4 separate regions of the Sus scrofa genome follow, and all the other regions are linked to region 2. A link is a contact called in public HiChIP or PLAC-seq data. All regions are on one chromosome and are shown on one strand. The core of a region is the stretch at or near the end of the contact, and the rest is flanking DNA. Distances in the headings are between cores, read along the strand shown.

Region 1 (2,805 bases), core at 80-2,579, 400 kb before region 2:
GCACATACTAACCTAACCTAACTAATATGCTAAAGTAGCCCCATGATATTTGTTCTTTGGGGCCCAAAAGACCACCATGGAGAAAAGTTACGTGAAAATAGATTTTAGCTCAAACGTAAAAAAAATACTACCACCCCCCAACCTGCTCCCCAGCCCGCAGAGGGACTCAGTTCTGTCTCTCAGAGGGCAAGTCCCTGCTCCCTTGCCATGCCACGTGTCAGATTATTGCCTCTCAGCACAAAATGGAGCTAGAGTCTTTCTAAAAAATAGTTGAATGTTTTAATAATTTAAAGAATTTATTGCTTTAAATTGTGGTCAAATACACATAATTTAAAATTTACCAACTTAACCTTTTTTCTTTCTTTCTTTCCTTTTTTTTTTTTTTTTTTTTTTTTGTCTTTTTAGAGCTGCACCCGGGCGTATGGAGGTTCCCAGGCTAGGGGTCAAATCAGAGCTGTAGCTGCTGGCCTATACCACAGCCATAGCAACATGAGATCTGAGCCACATCTATGCCTACATGCCAGCTCATGCTCATGGCAATCCCAGATCCTTAATCCACTGAGCAAGGCCAGGTATCAAACCCGCGTATTCATGGATGCTAGTTAGATTTGTTTCCACTGAGCCATGACGGGAACTCCCAACTTAACCATTTTTAAGTCATCCACCTCCAGAACTCTTTTCTGGCAAAACTGAAACTGTGAGATCATGCTTTACAAGAGAGATATCTAAAGATGAGCTGGGCTGCTTCAGGACATGGTGTGCAGCGTGGTTTTGCACACATATGTAGCTGAGGCTGATAGTCTTTGGCGGGCGGAGGCGGGGAGGAAAACCAGCAGAGTGGATTGGAGATGTACCTCCTGTGCTCCGGGGCCCCTCTGCCAGCATGGCACCTTTGTGTAAATGGCGAAGCAGCTTTCTCTGTGCGGTGAATCATCCACAGGTTCTCTGGGTAGAAGAACTGCTTTAAAGAACCCTGTATGAGTGACCAGCAAGTTTAAAAAGCGAGGCAGAATGTCAGCACCACGTGTTCCTTGGCTGGGCATCTTTGGGCGGGGCAGAAACCACTGCACTGTATGTTGCAGCCCCATGTGCTGGGCACCATGTCAGCCCTTTCTACGTGCCATCTCATTCTTTCACTTAGTGCAGTCATCCAGCACACTGGGTGGCATTATCCCTACTTGACAAAATGAGAAAACTCAAGCTCAGAAAAATTTCAGTACATTGCTTAAAGTCACAGCTTGTAAACAGCAGAGTTGTGGTTCAAATGCAGTCTGTCCACTTCTAAGTCCAGTGCTCTTTGTACTGCCTACAGCTGTCCTCACTTGACCCGGGAGTCTATGCCTGAGGTCAGACCATGTACAAAGCCAGGACTCAGGCCAAGGGCCCTGGACTACTGGGGCGAGGCTTCCTGCTTTCTTAGTCCCAGCAAGAAAAGTGAAATTTCCACTGGGGTGATAAACAGGCACTATTTACAGTGCTCTGTCTTACCTGAGTAAAAATATTTAAGGTGGTGTCACAACAAAATGTGTTATTTTGTCTACAAAGCTATTCATAGGGGCTGAAGGATGCTATGAAATATTTGCCACTGGAACCAAACAACATTCTCCTCTTCCATTTCCAGCTCTGTCTGAGGACCTGGACCCTGAATAGGAAGCACAACATACTTAATTTTCTCAAATACCACTAGTTAGGGAAAAAAAAAGCAAGAGAAAAACAGAGTAATTTCCTTTCTCATCTCCTGTGCAGGTGATTGGCTTGCAGGACTGGCTGGAGGGGGAGTGATTTTGTTTCTTGGATAATGGAATTAAGTGGGTACCTCCTGATTTAGTCCCCAAAATGGAGAAGTGGTGTTTATGTTCCTGAAACATGAAATCAGTAGAAACATAGCTTCGGAAAGAAAGGAAAATGAGAAAGAAAATCACCAATCATTTGATTATACGACAACTTGTGAACATTCACATACTTGATTGTCCTCTGCAAATCTGTAGGAAGTATGATTTTTTTTTTTTTTTAAAGGTGCTGGTTTCAGCATGTTTTTGTGAGAATAGGCTATGGCAGCTGGGAAGGAAAGTGTTCTGGAACAAACAGTGGCCCTCACATCAGAGTTCGCAAAGCACTTTCACCTGTGTTATCCTTGTCCTGTGTTCCAGTTCGGGCCCGGCTCTCGGGGCTCCCTCTCAGCCTCCCTGTTCCTGCTTCATGGACTTGGAACACCACAGTGCTGTTGTCTCGTCCCACTGGCTCTGCCCTGTGCACTGGCAGACAGATGCCTATGCAGAGTCCACTCTGCTGGTCCTCAGCCGTCTGCCCGCACCACCTCCTGCTCACCTCTTCCTCATCTTTTCAGTCTGTGCTTAGCTTTGCTGCTGCCACTTCCCGACGCCTTTTCTGAGTGCTCCTGCCATGGCTGGCTGTCCCTCTTCCCTGTTCTCCTGTGTCCTCTGTATTTCTAGTCAATGCGATCGACGTCTCTTGCCGTCTTCTTGCAGAGGATCTGAGATGTTGCAGAGGATCTGACTGAGAGGCCCCTGAACATGGAGAAGTGTCTCCCCTAGGCAGATGCTGAACCTTGCACAGAGCGGGACTCAGCATCTGCACCCGAGAAATATCAGGCGAACCATCAAGAGGGTGGTGTCATTGTCCCTAGCATATAGATGAAGAAACAGGGACATGGAGGCAGGCTGTGTGTCCTGTGTCCCCGGTGAGTTAGAGATGGCGCCTGGACCAAAGCCCAAGGTGAGTGACTCTGGCATTCTCATTTGGTGTGGAGCATGTGGTCTGCATGGAACAGGAGCCTGGTGTGTG
Region 2 (2,857 bases), core at 131-2,630:
GGCCAGGAAACCAAGTCCAACAAGCAGTGGGGCTGCAGAAGAGGGTGATAATGGGGAAAGGGCAGCAAAACTGCACCTTGCTTCAGCTTTAGGGAGATCTGGCCCTGAATGCAAATCCCCCACCCAAAGTTGGAGAACTGTAGGAGCTGGGCCAGCCCATGGAGAAGGAGCAGGACCAGAGATGTCAGGGTACTGGACCCAGCCAAGCAACTAGGGCCAGGGCTGGAGCTTGAGTCACGGCCATGCTCAGTCTCACCAACTTTCCTCCTGAAGGCTCAGCGGTCAGTACTGGTCCTGGGATGGACCTCTGTGAGGGTGTGTGGTTGCTGGGGAAGCCAGAAGATATGCCCAACCCCTGCCCCTGACTCTGACCCATTGCATGGACTCCTCTCTACACCAGAAGGCCCCAGAAGGTTTGGACTAGCTCAGGCCCCTTTCCTCGAGCTCAAGGGCTCAGGAGAGCCCCCAGAGGCAGGGCCCAGAGCGCCCTCCCCACAGGGGGGGCTCACCCAGCCTGGGCTCTGGTCAGACTCTGCTCTGCTTTGCTCTCGCCAGGCATGAGTCAGCGCCGGGAGCCTGCGTGTGGCCACAGCTGGCTGGACGCTGAGGCCAGCCAGGCCAGGCCCTGGAGGTCTGCTGGGGCCCTGGGGCCTCACTAATGGGAAGAGATGGCCCCGAATGACCCACAGGATCACACAAGGGAAAGGAAAAAGGCCCAAGTAGAAAACTAAGCACAAAGAAAGATCTCAAATCTTAAAGCGGCAGAAGCAGATTCAGAGTCAGAAAAATGATTACACAACAAACACACACACAGGCTACCAGCCCTGGCACGAACACACACTCATGTGTACCCCACACTCCACACACAGACACTCCACACGCTCACACACACATCCCACATATACCCGTCTTCACAGTGCCCTAGCGTCTGCAGCACATACCAGATATACACATGCAAGAGAAACCACATCAACAAACACACACACCACGCATGCGTGCACACACGCGCTCGCGCACACATACACACACAGCATTCCCAGAGGGTGAGCCCACACAGGGAAATCAACCCCACACAGCAGATGCTCACATGCCTGTCTGTGGCGTATGGCTTTTGTCAAACCCAAGGAAATCAGACTCACCACCCTCAGCATACGTGTACAGATAGGTTTGGGGACATTGGGTCACACGCTGTCTAACGGACTCGATGTTTCTGAGGGCTGTGCTCAAGGTCAGCCTGGTAACTGGGGTCCTGGGCACCCCACCCCTCGCCCACGGAGAGGGGAGCCCGCCCCTGCCCATCCCAGCCAGCCAAGCTTCTGCGCCCCGCCAGGAGGTCGCGGAGCAGAGCGCGGCCAGGAAGTCAGCCCGGAGTGACAGCTCCCCCACGCTGTTTGTTTATTCATGACTCATTCGTCTCCACAGACTGGCTCTTCTTTCTTTCGGGAGGAGGGGAGAAAGGAGCGGGAGGGAGGGAGGCGGGAGCGAGGGAGGGGGACGGGGAGGGGGCGAGCCAGACTCCACAATAAACAATGAGGCAGCTGAGCCGGCGGGCGGGGGAGGCGGCGCGGGTCGCGGCCCGGGCCGGGCCTGGGGGACAGGCGCCCCCCGACCCGCTGCCCGGGCTCTGCGCGCACGAGCCCCGAGCCTCCCGCTCCACCCGGCCCTTCCCATCCCCGCCCGCCCGCCTGCCTGCCCGGCCCGCCACCACCTCCCGGCGACCGGGCAGGAGCAGCCGTAATTGGATCCGCGCCTCCTCCTCCCAGCTCCCCGCCCCCAATCGGGGAGCCGGATAAATGCCGGGTACCTTGGCAAAACAGTCGGATCCAAACCTATTATTTGGCTAATGGGCTTCCCCCGTGCGGCTCCGCAACACCCCGCAGACTCCCCCCACTCCATTTCCCAGAGCCGGTCCCGCGCCCCTTCGCGCCGCCGCCTCCCCGCCCCGCTCCAGGAGGGGCTCGGCCGGGCCTCCGGATAACTGGAGGAAGCGCGGGGCCGAGGCTTCAAGGGCCTCATTGTTCTGCCTCGAGGGGCACATTGAAAATGCTCCAGGATTTGCTTCCTGTGAAAACAGCCTGGGAGGGAGGGGGCGATTCACGGTGGAAAGACATTATCCTCCTGGAAGCTGCCCAGATTACACAGGGAGAAAAGGGTTGTTTTGATTGTTGCTGGCTCTTTCTTTCCTTCTTTCTTTCTCCCTTTTTCTTTCTTTCTTTTTCCTTTTGGCCCTCCCCGCCTTTTGCTACCCTCCCAGGGCCCAAGATGAATCCTGAGGGCTGTTGAGCAAGTTGGAAATGTGGAGCTGTTTTCCGCATAAATAAGGCCAGTGAGCGATAGCACCAGATATAAAGTCTGATTCAGAGAAATTCTAAAGAACGCAGGGGCGATGAGGTGGGCAAATCCAAGAAACTCATTTCCCCAGCATGCCCTTCTGAGTCACATCTTGCACCATGAGGGGAAAACACATCACACCACAATATGTCACATGCCTGCTGCAGAGGAACGGCCTGGTGGGGGATGTAGAGCTCCTCCTTCCTGAGCCTGGGTCAGCACAGCCAGTCCCACTCAGGGCCAAGGTCAGCTGGGCAGAGGCAGGGATCAGCCTCACCACAGGCCCTGGGAAAACCTGGTTCTTCCGCTTTCTACCTGAAAGACCTTGAACGTTAATAATAGTAACAGGGAACCCTTAATAACACCTACTGTGTGCTGGGCTCCCTTCTGTGTGTTTTACATGTATTATCTCATTTAATCTTCACCACACCCTGATAAGGCAGGTGCTTTGATTATCCCTACTTCCAGATGAGGAAGCTGAGTCTAGAAAAGTTCAGGAACTGCCTGATGTCACGCAGTTAGGAAG
Region 3 (2,717 bases), core at 134-2,633, 340 kb before region 2:
AGGGTAATGATCTCAAGGGTGGCTACTTCCAGGGATTCTGTCTGTCCCTGGGAGTCATTTCTTCCATCACATCCAAACTCTGCTTTCCTTGGCACACACAAGAGCAGAGATGCAGCAAGTAGGCGCAGGGCCTTGAGAATTCCCCCAGCTGGGACCCAGATTAATTCTCTTTGAGGCAGCTCTGGGCCCAGGCCAGGACTTTCCATGCAGCTGCAGGTCTCCTGGAAGAAGCCTCATCATGTTGTTTTAGGCACAATAAAGGGCAGTGCCACAGCTGGACTCAGAGGTCCTGGGTGACCAGCCTTTCCTGCCTGACCTCACTCTCTCAGGCCCCCACCAGTGTAGTTCCAGTGGGGGCCAATGAGCATCCACACTCTAGATTTGAGACTTGCTTGATTGGCTAAGAAAGGACCACCTGACCCCTATCCATTTCTCCATGGCCTTTCTTTATCCCCTATATGTAACAAAAAAAGAAGATGTGGTTTGGACCTGGAAAAAGGCCTTGCTCTGACCTCCCCCTCCCTCTGAGAGCTTCAGCAGCTCTCTTCCCAACACTAGGCCTCAGTTTCCCCATCTGTATAATTTGGGGCTGCATTGTCCTTTGACCCCTGAAGGATGTGTGCTGGAGTAGACAGAGCCCTGATATTAGAGTCCTGTACACTTGTTCTGGTGTTCTGTCTCTGATTCTGGCTGTACAATCATGGATAATGAGCCAGTTATTTTCATCTTCTCTGGGTCTCAGGTTTCCCATTCGTAAACTCGGAGGAGATTGCCGAGAAACCTTGCCTTGGATTCTCTGGGAGCCCAGGGTGAGGTGTGCCGGAGACAGAGAGATGAGAGCCAGCTGCAGACCTAAGGTGTTTGTTGCAGGCAAGGCTGAGTCCACAGGAACTCCATCTGCCGGGCAGTGGCTCAGAGCACCACCACGGCATCTGTCTGGGAGACGTGCTGGGCCTGCTGTGCAAGGAGCACATCTGCTTCTGTGGGTCCAGGGTCTAGGGTAGGGCCCTGGCGGCCAGCCTTCCCAGATGCAAAGACTGCCACACAGCCAGGCCTCTCTCGGGCCGCCAGGACCCACCCCAGGCGCTGCAGGATCAGTGGTTGATGACAAGGCCTAGGTAGCAGAGAGGAGAGGGAAGATCCTAGAGCCCTGAGCTCACAGGCAGTTAAAGCCCGTCTCCCTGCCCCCGGGGACCAGCCCGCCCCAGAGGGACGTGCGCTGTGTTCCTGGTACAGGAAGTGAACCGCCCGGGGCCATCTGGGATATGTTTTCAAGGAAATCTTGAAAACGGCAGCTCCAGCCAGAGGTAAACAGGATTTCATTAAATCATGCCTGGCCCAAGGGACAGGGAGTGGGTCTGATTTCACAAAAGCAGCCATGTTCCCGTCTGATGCTCCTGGCTGCCTTTTGGTCAAAGACAGGCCTCCTCAGAGAAGATAAACAGAGACACAGAGACAGTCTGTGTGGCCCCCTCCGGCTTCAGGCTTGGGTGGGGGCGTGGGGTGCCTCCTACCTGCTGACACCCACCATGTGTCCAAGTGACATTTTCCACACCCCTGTGACCAGCTGCACTTTCACCGGCCGGACTGGAGTTGATCTCAGGATCTCTCTTGGGTGGATGTTAACATCCCCTTTCTGCTCTTTAGAAAATCAGGAAACTGAGACTGGGAGATCCAATGTGTTGCCTTGGGTGGTGCAGCTAGGAGGGGGCAGGCTGAGATGCAAAGCCAGGTCTCCTCCCCCAGTATCTAGTCCTAGGTCAGCCCCTCAGGCCCTTAACTCCTGCTCGTTCCCCCCAATTTTCCCATTCTCTCCGCTAGAGATGAGGGTTCATGGCCTGGCAGCCTGGCTCTCGTGATGGCCCTGGAAGACCCCCAGAACAGAGATTATACCCATTCTGCAGATGTAGAAACAAGGGTCAGCAAAGCTGGTCATTAGCCTGGGTCACTTCGCCACTTCAGGACCAATGTGGTTGCTGATCTGAGAGCTCTTGCTTCTCTTGGAGAGTGTCAGGCAAAGAGAGCCACATGCTTGCCAGGGAAAATCTCCAACTAATTTTCTAGACATTAGTTCCTGGGTAAAGCTTTCGTGTCCAGGCTTGTTGGCAAGCCCTTGGAATAGGTTCTCTGTGTCAGCCCTTCCCTTTAAAGATGGGCCTGTGTACCCTTTAGGTGGGGTTGAAAAAGGCTTCCTGCTCCAGGCAGTGTGGTCCTTCTGGTCCTTGGAGCTGCGGACAGGGAGAGCATCAGAGCTTTATGTAGCGTGGGTCCTCACTAGCAGCCTGATCCTAAGTGATTCTCCATACAGCCTGTGGGCAGCCCCAGCACCTGGCATCTCTTCTATAGGGTTCTGCGTGCTGCCTTGGGGAGAAAAACCCCATGGAAGGCTGAGTCTGTGGAATAGGTAGCCCTTCCTACCCAGGGAAGGAAGCACCCTCTGTGTGGTCCCCTGGGTTTGACCCATTACGTGACATGCATTACCTGGCTGACCTCAAATAACCTCAGGATGAAGATGCTAGTTTCTCTATTTCAGAAACAGGAGCTGTGGTTGGAAGAGGTTAAGCCACTTGGTCAGGGTCATGTGGCTTGGAAGGGGCACAGGTGGACTTTGAACTGAGGGCGTGGCACCAGCGTCTATGAGCGATAGCAACTGTTGTAGAGAAGTGATCTGGCTCTCCATCCTGGGAACACAGAGCTGTGGGGAGGTGAGGGGGCAG
Region 4 (2,700 bases), core at 67-2,566, 480 kb before region 2:
AAACAACTTAATAAATATTTATGCTGGAATAACTTATCAACCAAACTGTAGAAACAATATACATGAAAGGAAAGAAAAAGTAATCATTTCAGTTTATTTTTAAAGAACTACAATTATGTACAATGGGAAGGGTGCACCTGCTGGGCAGTGCACAACTTGTCAGACTTTGGATTTGGGTTGGACAAGCACCACCTTCATTTTCCATTCCACATTGCTTTCCATTCAGGGCTTGATTATCATCACAGCAGCAACCACCAAAAACCGCTTCTCAAGGCTCTAATACCATCAAAGGAATGCAGTGTGATCTATTGTGGAAACTATGAAGTCACGTAAAATAGTAAGTAGCTCATGCGTAGCCGGTGTTTCTGTGGTTCCCTTGAAAAATTTCAATATCCTGTAGCACCCCTAAATTTTTTTTGTGGTGATCCGGGGTGCCTCAGCCCACAGTTTGGGAACCATGAGTCTCAAGCCACCAGTCTTAGTTTTGGCTGGAGCATGTGTCATGACTCTGGCCAATGGAATGAGAAGAGTCTTGGGAGGTTTGTGGGAAAGGCTGACCTCACTCTAAACACCTCTGGGAAGAAGGCATCTCCCTGTACTGCTGGTGGTTTTAGTGTCCACATAGTGGGAGTTCTGGAATTACAGATGCCACCAGGTCCCCTGAGAGTAACTACCCCCAAGGAGAACGCTCTGAGCATGGCGGAGGGGAAAGAGGGAAGGGCTCTGGCTTTGGTGACATTGTTTGGTGTCCACCTCTGGTGTTCCTGTTGCCTAAGCGAGCACCTTCCCAGAGAGTTTAACCAGTTTAGAACTGGATTTCCTATCACCTGCAGCCAAAAGCATCCTTGATTCTCCAGAAGAAGATGCTTGGAAAACACTGTACTTTCTGTCCTCCACTCAGGGTCGCCTATCAAAGCCTGAGAAATCCCACAATCCTCCGCTTACTTGTGCTCAATGCAGTGTTTGCCAGATTTACTTGACCGAGGAAACCTTTTTTTCCATAGTACCTAATTAACATCTTGCAGGACACTTGTGTGCCAAAAAACACACTTTGAAAGGAATGGCTTAAGTCCCGCCTCCTATCCCCTCCACCCCGCCCACCCCGGAAGCTCTTACACAGACTCCCACCTCAGAGGCGCGCCAGGACCCACATGTGTTTCTGTTCAATAGGGGAGACTAAATGAAGCCAGATGTACCTGGGCAGCCCACAGGCCGAAGAGGCAGTGATTTAATGTCCCAGCTATGCAGGGATTAGCTTGCCAGAAAGCTCCCAAGGAGGGGTGGGGACTTGCCGCCAGCCTGCTAATGGATTCAGCAGAACTGCCGTGTGGGCTGTGCACGACTGCTGTGTGCTAGACCGCTGTGGCCCTGACCTGTGTGTGTGACTTCTGTGTGCATGGCCTTTGTGTCCATGACTGCTATGTGCACGACCTTTGTATCCGTGACCTGAGTCTGTGACTGCTGTGGGCATAACCTCTGTGTCCGTGACCTGCGTCTGTGACTGCTGTGGGCACGACGTCTGTGTCCATGACCTGTGTGTGTGACTTCTGTGTGCATGACCTCTGTGTCTGTGACCTCTGGCCCAAGACCACTGTGTCCATAGCTGCTGTCCCATGACCCCTGTGCCCTTGACTTCAGTGGCCATGACAGTGTCTACGATTGCTCTGTCCATGATTGTGGTGTCCATTACCTCTGTGTGCATTAATGCTATGACCATGACCACTGTGTCAGTGACTCCTGTGCCCATGACTGTTATGCCAGGGACTGCTATGTCCATGACCTCTGTGCTTGTGATCCCTGTGCACAGAGGGTCAGACCCTCTGGACTCCCCAGAACGAGGTCCTCCCCTGGCTCTAGTGCCCCCTGCCCAACCCTCTGGGTCACACGCCTATCAACTCGCTCTGGCCTCCTGTTCCCACTCCTGCCCCAGACTCAGTCTCCCTGGGCCAGGAGTAAGAGAACTCTGCTGACCACTAGGTGTGGGACTTAGGCCATTCCTTCCCCACTCTGGGACCCAGAGGTTATTCGGCATGGTGGTTTTCTAAAAGTGTCCCTAAGACCTTTGGAGTTCTGAGGGAGCCCCTTAGGGAGTGTACCCCCAATTCAACCAGAACTGATCTCTATTTACTCTTTTTAGCCACTGGCTTCCCCTGTAGGAATTCATTGGGAGAAAAGGCTTTGTGGCAGGAAAAAAAGTCAAAAATCACTGATGTCGTCCAGCTGAGCATTTTGCAGGTCCTGCTCTGGGATCCCTGGAGGCTTGTGAGAGAACTGGAGTAGAGCGGGAGGGGCTGGGTCAGGGTGGGGAGTTCAGGGGCGGCCCGGTGAGAGGAGAGGCAGTGGTTCCTTCTCCCTGTCGGTTTTGCCAGCTGTGACCCAGGAGAAAAAGCCCTTGAGACTGTTAGCCATGCGTCCAGGAGCCACACAAAGCCTGCTTCTCTAGTTGTGGGTCTGGTTGCTTGTGAGGATCCAGGAGGCGGGCAGCCTGCCTGGGAGGTGGACTCATTCTATTTGCTCAGCTGAGGTGTTGGGCCAGCTCCGGCCGCCCACCCTGGGCCAGACACCTCCGCACCAGAGCTCAGCTCTCGCTCTTTCCGGCTGCCTGAGCTGGCTCAGCCTATCCGGTGGTGTGGATGTAGCACTGGGCGCTTCAGAGAGGGCTGAGCAGGACCCAGGGGTCCTTCAACAGGCACAGTGTGG

What was found. HiChIP or PLAC-seq counts read pairs in DNA pulled down with a chosen protein or histone mark.
Region 1: an H3K27ac HiChIP or PLAC-seq map of skeletal muscle shows a contact between it and region 2, with 4 times the contacts expected there. The contact joins two enhancer-like sites. A contact is called at or near these places in 1 of 47 Hi-C or Micro-C datasets (embryonic fibroblasts) and 2 of 2 datasets of contacts at active chromatin or transcription factors (alveolar macrophages and skeletal muscle).
Region 3: a contact with region 2 is called in an H3K27ac HiChIP or PLAC-seq map of skeletal muscle, with 5 times the contacts expected there. The contact joins two enhancer-like sites. A contact is called at or near these places in 1 of 47 Hi-C or Micro-C datasets (mesenteric adipose tissue) and 2 of 2 datasets of contacts at active chromatin or transcription factors (alveolar macrophages and skeletal muscle).
Region 4: an H3K27ac HiChIP or PLAC-seq map of skeletal muscle shows a contact between it and region 2, with 6 times the contacts expected there. The contact joins two enhancer-like sites. A contact is called at or near these places in 2 of 47 Hi-C or Micro-C datasets (embryonic fibroblasts and heart right ventricle) and 1 of 2 datasets of contacts at active chromatin or transcription factors (skeletal muscle).

What each region holds. Positions count from the first base shown.
Region 1 is chr14:80,916,697-80,919,501 of Sscrofa11.1, forward strand. All of the region lies in intron 6 of LOC102163764 (a long non-coding RNA gene), which reads left to right. Among named protein-coding and RNA genes, the nearest start is that of RPS24, 440 kb to the left of the region's middle. Within about 2 kb of position 1,330, at least 13 of the 83 cell types and tissues checked have an H3K27ac peak or open chromatin away from gene starts, as enhancers often do. A contact at or near this core is called in skeletal muscle, where this site is marked.
Region 2 is chr14:81,316,806-81,319,662 of Sscrofa11.1, forward strand. All of the region lies in intron 4 of LOC106506054 (a long non-coding RNA gene), which reads right to left. Among named protein-coding and RNA genes, the nearest start is that of ZMIZ1, 91 kb to the right of the region's middle. Within about 2 kb of position 1,381, at least 73 of the 83 cell types and tissues checked have an H3K27ac peak or open chromatin away from gene starts, as enhancers often do. A contact at or near this core is called in embryonic fibroblasts, mesenteric adipose tissue and skeletal muscle, where this site is marked.
Region 3 is chr14:80,975,323-80,978,039 of Sscrofa11.1, forward strand. The region is part of intron 6 of LOC102163764 (a long non-coding RNA gene); the gene reads left to right. Among named protein-coding and RNA genes, the nearest start is that of ZMIZ1, 430 kb to the right of the region's middle. Within about 2 kb of position 1,384, at least 15 of the 83 cell types and tissues checked have an H3K27ac peak or open chromatin away from gene starts, as enhancers often do. A contact at or near this core is called in mesenteric adipose tissue and skeletal muscle, where this site is marked.
Region 4 is chr14:80,839,040-80,841,739 of Sscrofa11.1, forward strand. LOC102163764 (a long non-coding RNA gene) reads left to right here. Exons shown (of 11, transcript XR_002338695.1): 5 at 227-337. Among named protein-coding and RNA genes, the nearest start is that of RPS24, 370 kb to the left of the region's middle. Within about 2 kb of position 1,317, at least 14 of the 83 cell types and tissues checked have an H3K27ac peak or open chromatin away from gene starts, as enhancers often do. A contact at or near this core is called in embryonic fibroblasts and skeletal muscle, where this site is marked.